Regions from separate parts of the Mus musculus genome. Here regions 1 and 3 are each linked to region 2. A link is a contact called in public promoter capture Hi-C data. All regions are on one chromosome and are shown on one strand. The core of a region is the stretch at or near the end of the contact, and the rest is flanking DNA. Distances in the headings are between cores, read along the strand shown.

The links. Promoter capture Hi-C pulls out the DNA fragments that hold promoters and counts their contacts.
Region 1: a promoter capture Hi-C map of pre-B cells shows a contact between it and region 2. The contact joins the promoter of Ccnc here to the promoter of Otud6b in region 2. A contact is called at or near these places in 1 of 39 promoter capture datasets (pre-B cells) and 1 of 484 Hi-C or Micro-C datasets (CD8 T cells).
Region 3: a contact with region 2 is called in a promoter capture Hi-C map of pre-B cells. The contact joins the promoter of Tstd3 here to the promoter of Otud6b in region 2. A contact is called at or near these places in 1 of 39 promoter capture datasets (pre-B cells) and 1 of 484 Hi-C or Micro-C datasets (B cells).

What each region holds. Positions count from the first base shown.
Region 1 is chr4:21,726,436-21,729,135 of GRCm38.p6, reverse strand. It overlaps Ccnc (cyclin C), which reads right to left and starts at 1,435. Exons shown (of 12, transcript NM_016746.4): 1 at 1,221-1,435. The coding sequence starts at 1,252.
Region 2 is chr4:14,825,142-14,827,841 of GRCm38.p6, reverse strand. It overlaps Otud6b (OTU domain containing 6B), which reads left to right and starts at 1,429. Exons shown (of 7, transcript NM_152812.4): 1 at 1,429-1,551; 2 at 2,189-2,343. The coding sequence starts at 1,470.
Region 3 is chr4:21,765,847-21,768,546 of GRCm38.p6, reverse strand. It overlaps Tstd3 (thiosulfate sulfurtransferase (rhodanese)-like domain containing 3), which reads left to right and starts at 1,336. Exons shown (of 4, transcript NM_029840.1): 1 at 1,336-1,497. The coding sequence starts at 1,428. It also overlaps a transcript of Usp45 not described here.

The DNA.
Region 1 (2,700 bases), core at 186-2,685, 6.9 Mb before region 2:
AAATAATGTCCCCCAGTGATGCTTCATTGGCCTTTCATCTTCCCAGAAACACTTGGTAGCAAGGGAGGACCTGCTTTCAGAAACAGGTTTCCAAATTCAGTTTTCTTTCTTTCTTTTTTTTTCCCCCTTCTTCTTCTTTATTCTCAGGCAAAGAGGGAAACAAGCAAACCAATTCACAGAATTAAAATTTTGTTATTCTCTTCCCACTAAAATTTAATTAAACTAAATGTCTCTATCTAGTCCTGTTCATTTTTTATGTATTTAGTGGAAAGCCTGCTCAACGCTTAGCCCAAGCATACAACTTCCTGCATGTTTAACCAAATGTATTTAGAGACAAATATCTTTAAGATTACTTTAGCCCTTCCATGGTCACTGAAAGACATTAAAATTTAGTGATTTAAGTGGTTAAAGGAAGAGGACAAAATCTGGGAAATACACGACTTTAAGGCAAAATATAAGACACTGGCTAATGAATGAAAATGGATATATTTTGAGAGCCCCTGTGCTCGCAAATTCTAGAAGCATTAAAGTCAATTTAGGAGCCTGCAATTGGTGGCTCATGCCTTTAATTCCAACACTTAGAAGCAGAAGCAGAGGCAGGCAGATTTCATTAAGTTCGATGCCAGCCTGTGAGTTTTAGGGCAGCCATCCCTCAACGTGAGAAACACTGCTTCGGGGATGGGGGTAGTGGTGTCAATCTAGGCATAAGGCTGGGCCAGGAAGCAGCAGGTAGAAACAAGCACGACTCACTCCTCTCCTCTGAGTAAATATTAAATCTACAGTAAGGCGAATGACAAGAGATTATAATATCACTGCTATGAAAAAACAAACAAACAAACAAGCTAGCTAGCAATAGCCAACCATGTCCATCCAAAGCAGGGAACCTCACAGAGCTACAATGGGTCACTCTTTCCCTTGCCGGTGCCCACATCATCCCACCAATCAAACCCCAAATTTGAAATGAAACCGCCTCCGACTCCCTTCCCGGAGATCAAACCCCTTACCTCTTACCCATCCTTCGAGCTCACCTCCCCTCTGCTCCCGAAATCTCTCTGTGAGAAGAGGGGAGGCTCGCAAACGACAGCATCACGTTTCGGACCCCCGGCTTCCCAGGGAGGGCTCACCCGCAGCGGCCAGGATGGAAACCCCGAGGGATGGGCAGGCCCAGCCCTCCTGTGCCCCAGCCCCGGCCCCAGGCGAGAAAATGGAAGCTCACTTACTAGTGGGAGCTCTGCCAGAAGTTCCCTGCCATGGAATAATACTGCTTGCCCTGATACAAATGCACCAGCCAGCAAAGCGGCCCGCGGAGCGACCATAGACACAGTCCGGACGACTGTGCTCCTACCAGACTGGCTGGGCTGAACTCCACAGCCACCGCAGCCGGAGGAAGAGAACAGCACCCTCGTCGCCTTGACGCCGGTCGACAACACTGAGCGGCGTACACCGGTTCCGGCAGACAAAAGTTCCGGCCCGCCCTAGTTGCGGAGGAAGCTAGCAACCGCCCGACCGCCAATGGGCTTGTTGAGGCGGGAGCTAAGGAAACACGGGCGGAGGCTCCCGGTGGCGAGAGGCTCTCCCCGAGGTTTCCTGCCAATTCTCCTCCAGAGCGTCCACACACTGGGTTTCTGGTCTAGTGCGGTTTTCTTTTGGGTCCATTTAGGGATCTTGTTAATCCACGGTGTAGGCCTTCAGAAATAGCACACTGGCGTTGAAGAAAGCATGGCAGTATATGACTGCTTTTTCCCTAGGGCTGAAAGGAGAAATAAATGAAAGTAATTTTGGCCTTAAGATGTAAGTGCTCTTAGTAAAGTTCCTGTCGGTATTAAGCCTAACGAGTTAAGTGTAGACTTAACTTAGAGTAGCAATCTTTTTATGTCAGAGCCGGCTACTTGTTTACCTAAAAACATGAGCATATAAATGTACATCTAGCTAACACTTACGTTCCAAATGGGTATGCCGCAGAAATGCAATTAAATAATATTTAAATGTTGCTGTTATCATTGCAACTTTGCGTTCGCGTTTCGTACTGTACTTCGGCGGCAGAGTCAAGAACATGAGGAGTTTCAGGCCAGTCCTTGCTTCATGCTGAGACGCCATCTAGGGGAAAAGAGGAAAAGGGATGTAGATAATCAAGGATGTAAAATGCTTGCTGGTGCCCCAGAAGCTCTGGGTGATACTCAGCACTATATACACCTGCAAGCTAAGGGTATTCAATACCCTCAGATACGTTGTTTTGGGCCAGCCTAGGACAGGTGAGGATCTATCTAAATCTTTTAAGTTTTAATTTAAATTAAAAAATGTCTCTAAATGATTGGGCACACCTGAAAATTAGTCAAGAATTCCGAGGAAGATAGCACCAATGTTTTTCCTTTGTGAGTGGAGTCTAATTGAGATGTGGAATGGAGTGAAAACAATTTCTATAAGTGAAACTAGTATGCCAACTATAGAAAAGATGTTTTTAAATTCCACCCACTTAGGCACGTACACAATTAACCTGTGAAATACATTTATTCTTGAATTTGGATGAGCTAGACTAGGCTTCATTGTTATAACATTGTTATACCCCCAACTTAGCTTGAAAATTCGTCTCATTCTCATGGTATTTCCTAAAGCTGGCTAGTTCTTCCTGGCTGCCCTCTAGATCTTCAGAGAACTAGAGGGTTTCTATCTCCCAACTATTCATTTCAATGTTCCTTGCTT
Region 2 (2,700 bases), core at 180-2,679:
TTCTTCACCTGCCTACCTTGTGGGACTGAGCAACTGCTAGATCCTTGGACTTCCATTCACAGCTGCTGCTCACCATTGTTGGGGAGTTTGGGCTACAGACCGCAAGTCATCAATAAATTCCCTTGCTATATAGAGACTTTCCATAGGTTCTGTGACTCTAGAGAACCCTGACTAATACAACCCCTTACAGGTTTATACAGTTGTAGGTGCAGTTCATTATTCATCTCTGGAAATAAGTTTTCAATTATTTCCAGAAATATTATTTCAACTTCATTTGTTTTGTTCTGTCTCAGGCATTTATATATAAAAAAGAATATGTTTGTCTATCTATTTTTTTTAAGATCTATTTATTTATTATATGAAAGTACATTGTAGCTGTCTTCAGACACTCCAGAAGAGGGCATCATATTTCGCTATGGATGGTTGTGAGCCACCATGTGGTTGCTAGGATTTGAACTCGGGACCTTCAGAAGAGCAGTTGGCGCTCTTATCCACTGAGCCATCTCGCCAGCCCCTGTCTATCGACTTTTGAGACAGGGTCTCACCTATGTAACTCTCTGGACATCCTGGAACTCCCTATGTAGACAGGCTGGCCTCAAACTCACAGAGATCTGCCTGCCTGCCTCCTAAGTGCTGGGATTAAAGGCCTACACAACCACAATCAGCCCTAAATAGAGATTTTTTTTTTTTTTTAAATTTTACTGGACCAACACTCTGAGTCTTCCACTCCTGCCACCATTCCGTGAGCATTCTTGTTTGCCTTTGCTAATTTGTTTTTGTGGCACACGAGTTACATTTGTTAAATCTTGCCTCAAATCTTCAAAACACCCTGACATCACTGTTAATCGTTTTACAACTGAATTTAGCAAATGGACTTTACTAAGCTTAGTCCTTTTTTATCTCTTTCATCACTTATTTCAAGAGTAGGCATTCCTTACTTAGCGTTTCCCCTTTTACCACATTGTAAAAAAACAAAAAACAAACCATTCCCTAGTGTATGACTAATATAACGTAAAGATCCTCATTGAAAACAAACCACGCTTTTATTAAAATTAAAAAAAAAATCTTTTCAACATGTTTTGGCAAAGAGGACAACTACGGAGCGTTCTAAAGCACAAATTGAAAGCTGTGCGAAAGAACGTCCGTGATGTCATCTCCGTGCGCCCCGTCAGGGCCAATCGCCTGGCGCGTAGCTTTGTGCTGCGGTTGCTCCAGCGCCGGGCGCGTCCTTAATCGCACAATCCCAGCTTCCGGCGCGCCGCCCAGAGCGGTCCGAGCGCGCAGGCGCCCTAGCCCATGTCGGCGTCTCCCGGTTTCAGTGGTTAGACCTGGATCCGGAGCCGCCTTGAGGCGGGGCTGGGCCTTCCCGGCGGCCAATGGCGCCCCGGGTGAGGGTTGAGGAGTGGGAGGTGCTGGCCCTCCTGAGGTGCGGATCTCCTTCAGCGCGGGTGCCGGGCCGCCTGGTCGTCATGGAGGAGGTCGTGGCTGAAGAGCTCGATGATGAGGAGCAGCTGGTGAGAAGGCATCGGAAGGAGAAGAAGGAGCTGCAAGGTGACGGGAAAGGGGCTGGGAATGTAAGAGGCGTCCACACCCAAGGCTGGGAGCGTGGAGTGTGTCCTCTGGTACCTGGACGGGCACACGTCCTGGATCCGTCTAGGCTTTCCCTCAGATAACTTTTGATCAGTCTTCTCCAGCTTTCCCCATTCCCTCGACCCCCTTATTTGCAGTCCCCGGAGATGTCCCCGTGTGCGACCTGCCGTGGACCCCTAGCGGGTCCGGTGCACGTGCTGCTGCTGAGTGATGTGCCTGGAGACCAAAGTCTTGGACCTCCTCTTCCTCCCTTCCCATTCCTGCCCCCGATCCCGACGCCTGGCCTTAGTGGTGTGGTCTGAATTGCTTCTCCTTGGCTTGTCGGTCACAGAGAAAGATATTTAAAAGGCAGAAGTTTTACCTTAGTATAGTTTTTTAACCTTGGTTTTGCCCTGTCAAACCAAACAAATTCGAGATTGTGTTTACGTTGGGTCGCAAGCCTCATCCGGACCTTTCTCCGTAGCTGATTGTTGTGTCATGATTAATTGCTTCTATAATTACTTTACATTCTATAATTGTACCTCTTCCCACCCTCTTAACTGCTTTTCGCTTTTTGGTCCGGGGGCTCTGACACGGCTGTTTTGATGACTTTTTTTAGCCAAAATTCAGGGAATGAAGAACGCTGTTCCCAAAAACGACAAAAAGAGGAGGAAGCAGCTCACGGAAGATGTTGCTAAATTGGAAAGAGAAATGGAGCAAAAACACAGGGAAGAACTGGAGCAATTGAAGCAATTGACTTTCAAGGACAGTAAGGTATGGGGAGCGAAGCTTGTCTCTGAGCCCGAGCAAACAGCTGTCTGAGTGTGTTGAACTGCTTATTGAATACGGTCTCAAAATTCTGAAATCGAGTCATACAGTCACACATCACATTTCCTCGACATTAGTTTTTTTAGACAGAGTGCCTTGTAGTCTAGGCTGTCACCCATGTGGATTTGGAGCAGAGGCTAAACCTTGAACTTTAACTTCAGATCCTACTGGTGTGACTTCACAAGTGCTGGGATTACAGGCATGCACCACCACACCTAGCTGTACATTTCTTTAGTATTTTTGTGACCAGGTTTATGGGCAGATTTTCTTTTTTTAAATGGAAGAACAGCAAAAAAGTGCCTA
Region 3 (2,700 bases), core at 87-2,586, 6.9 Mb before region 2:
AAGGTGGTATGATTGAGGAAAGATATCCAGTATCAACCTCTGACTTCTATACATACATATGCACCCTCTCCAACAAGTACGTATATTCCATACACATACAGACAACATACTACACACACCTAACATACAATAAGAAATACTGATTTATTAAAGTAAGCTGATTTCAAAGTATATATTTAATGGAATTATCCCCTGGGCACACATTTTAATATCAGTTTGACTTAATATATTAATTTTTAACTGACTTAATTCTAGTTCAATGCAACTTTTATTATGTTTGGAGAACTACACTCAGGATAAAGTTAAGGGAAGGAGAGACTTTATGTAGGGAAGGGGAAAGCCCCAACTCCCAAGCCCCATACATGCTGTAATCCCTGAAACCTGTGATGTGTTATTGTATCTGGTGTCGTAGTCAATGTTCTACTGCTGTGAAGAGACACCATGAACACCACAGCGCGTATGAAGGAAAACATTTAATTGAGGCTTAGTTCATTATTGTGATGACAGAAAGCACGGTGACGCGCAGTCAGACATGGTGCTGGAGAGGTAGCTGAGAGTTCTACATCGGATCCTGCAGGCAGTAGGAAGAGAGAGACTTTCTGGACCTGGCTTAAGCATTTGAAACATCAAAGCCTGCTTTTCTGAACGAGGCCACACGTCCTATTGCCTCTCCCTAAGTATTCAAATATATGAGCGTGTGGAGGCCACCCTCATTCTAACCACCACACCTGGTTAAAGGGACTTTGCAGATATTAGCACGTTAAAATATCAAGAAGTGGGGCCTGGCATGGTGGCCCACGCCTTTAATCCCAGCACTTAGGAGGCAGAGGCAGGTGGATTTCTGAGTTCGAGGCCAGCCTGGTCTACAGAGTGAGTTCCAGGACAGCCAGGGCTACACAGAGAAACCCTGTCTCGAAAAACAAAAACAAAAAAATATCAAGAATTGGGGAGGCTGACATGGATTATTCCAGTGATCTGAATGTAAAGGCCCTTAGAGGAAGAAGAGAGAAGGGCAAATGATAGGGCTTACAGTAGATGCAAGGGTCAGCCTGAGAGATTTGAAGATGCTTAGAAGAAGCTTTGAAGACAGGTAAAGACCAGGAGCCAAGAAATGAGGCAATTAAAAATAAAATAAAGTAAAATATTATCAGGAGTTTTTAAAAAAAAACTATAATTTCTGTTGTTTTAATCCAGTAAATATGTGGTGACTTGTTAATGTAGCAATGGAAAGCTAACACACTTGAATTTAAACCTGCCAAAAACCTTGCCTAATAAAGTAAAACAGTAACTGTGTGGCAGTACCTCTTTCTGCCGGTGCTGGCTGCGGGGCGCTCAAGAGCCTGGACAGCGCCTGTAGGAAGAAGAGCAGGAAGGAGCCGAGGAAAGGAAGTGGTCAGCAGCCCCGGGGTCCCAGAGAGCCCATTGTGATGCTGGCCAGGCTGGTGCTTGGGACCTCAGGCAGGGCGGCCCTAGGATCAGTGGAGCCTGCGCTTGGCGGTGAGCTTGACAATCCCCGGGAAAGGAAAAGCGCTTGATTTCGGGTGCCGGGAGGGGATGACATTGACCATACTCTCTTCTATAGACTTGTAGTTATTAATAAAAGTGAATCCTGCTGCGATTGGCACGTAGGTATGTAGTGCCCACCTGCAGTTTTTTGCTCCTTCGGATTCCCATGCTCTCGTAGACTGGAGGTCCGCTGCTAACAAACACAGTGACAGAGTAAATATGGCACCAAGGTTATTTATAAAGAGAATGAATTGTGCAAGTTTGAGTGATGAAGGTCAATTCATCCCTCAAAGGCTCTATAGCACGAAGGCCCGAGAGAGGCTAAGCTACAAACCTGCCCTTTTAAACTTACTACCCACCAGGGACGGAGCTCATCGCTTCAGGAAACACACACCCCACCCCCACCCCCACCCGAATTAAAACGCGTTAGAACTAGGAAAGTACTCCTCCTCCTAAGCATTTCCAGGGCAGAAAGCAGAGAAGTGAAAATGGTTATTGACTTAGCTGGGTCTAAAGCTCAACTCAAGGCATCAGTACCTTCCCTGTGTTTTATTTTTAAATATTGGATCTCCTTTCGCGTCTATTTTCTTCCGAAGCAGCAGCTGCGGTGGCCCAGCAAGCTAGCCTCCCTTGCTTCTTTCTTAACACCTTTTGTTACTGAAGATGGGCTTTTTCTGTGCAAACTGTTTTCTTTCACCTTTCAGTAGCAGTTATTTATTAGACAACCAACCTTCCAGGCCTTCTGCAGGGTATACAGCTCTCCCACTGCTAAGGAGTTAACCATACTCCTGGATGGGCGAGAAGGAGACAGATACAAGTCCATAGCCATATCCAGTACGACTGCAATAGAAAGCCCTCAGATCTTGAATTGATCAAAATGCCAGAGGAAGGTGCCTTTGTGTATTTTTAAAATCACACAAGTAATAAGTGCATGGTTATATTTTCACTGAAATAAAGAAAAAAACAGCTAACCAAACAAACCAATAACAACAAAAAGCCCCAGACATCTGTTAAATACCTCGCACCCCACTCTTCTCGGATACTAATGGTAAAGACTCTTAAACTTTTCTATGGTTATCCATAAATAAGTTATTATATGTGTGAATCGTGTGTATACTTCTATATTTGGAGTCACATACATATTTAGCTTTTTAAAATTGCATATACCCCATATTGGGAATGTACTATAGTTTA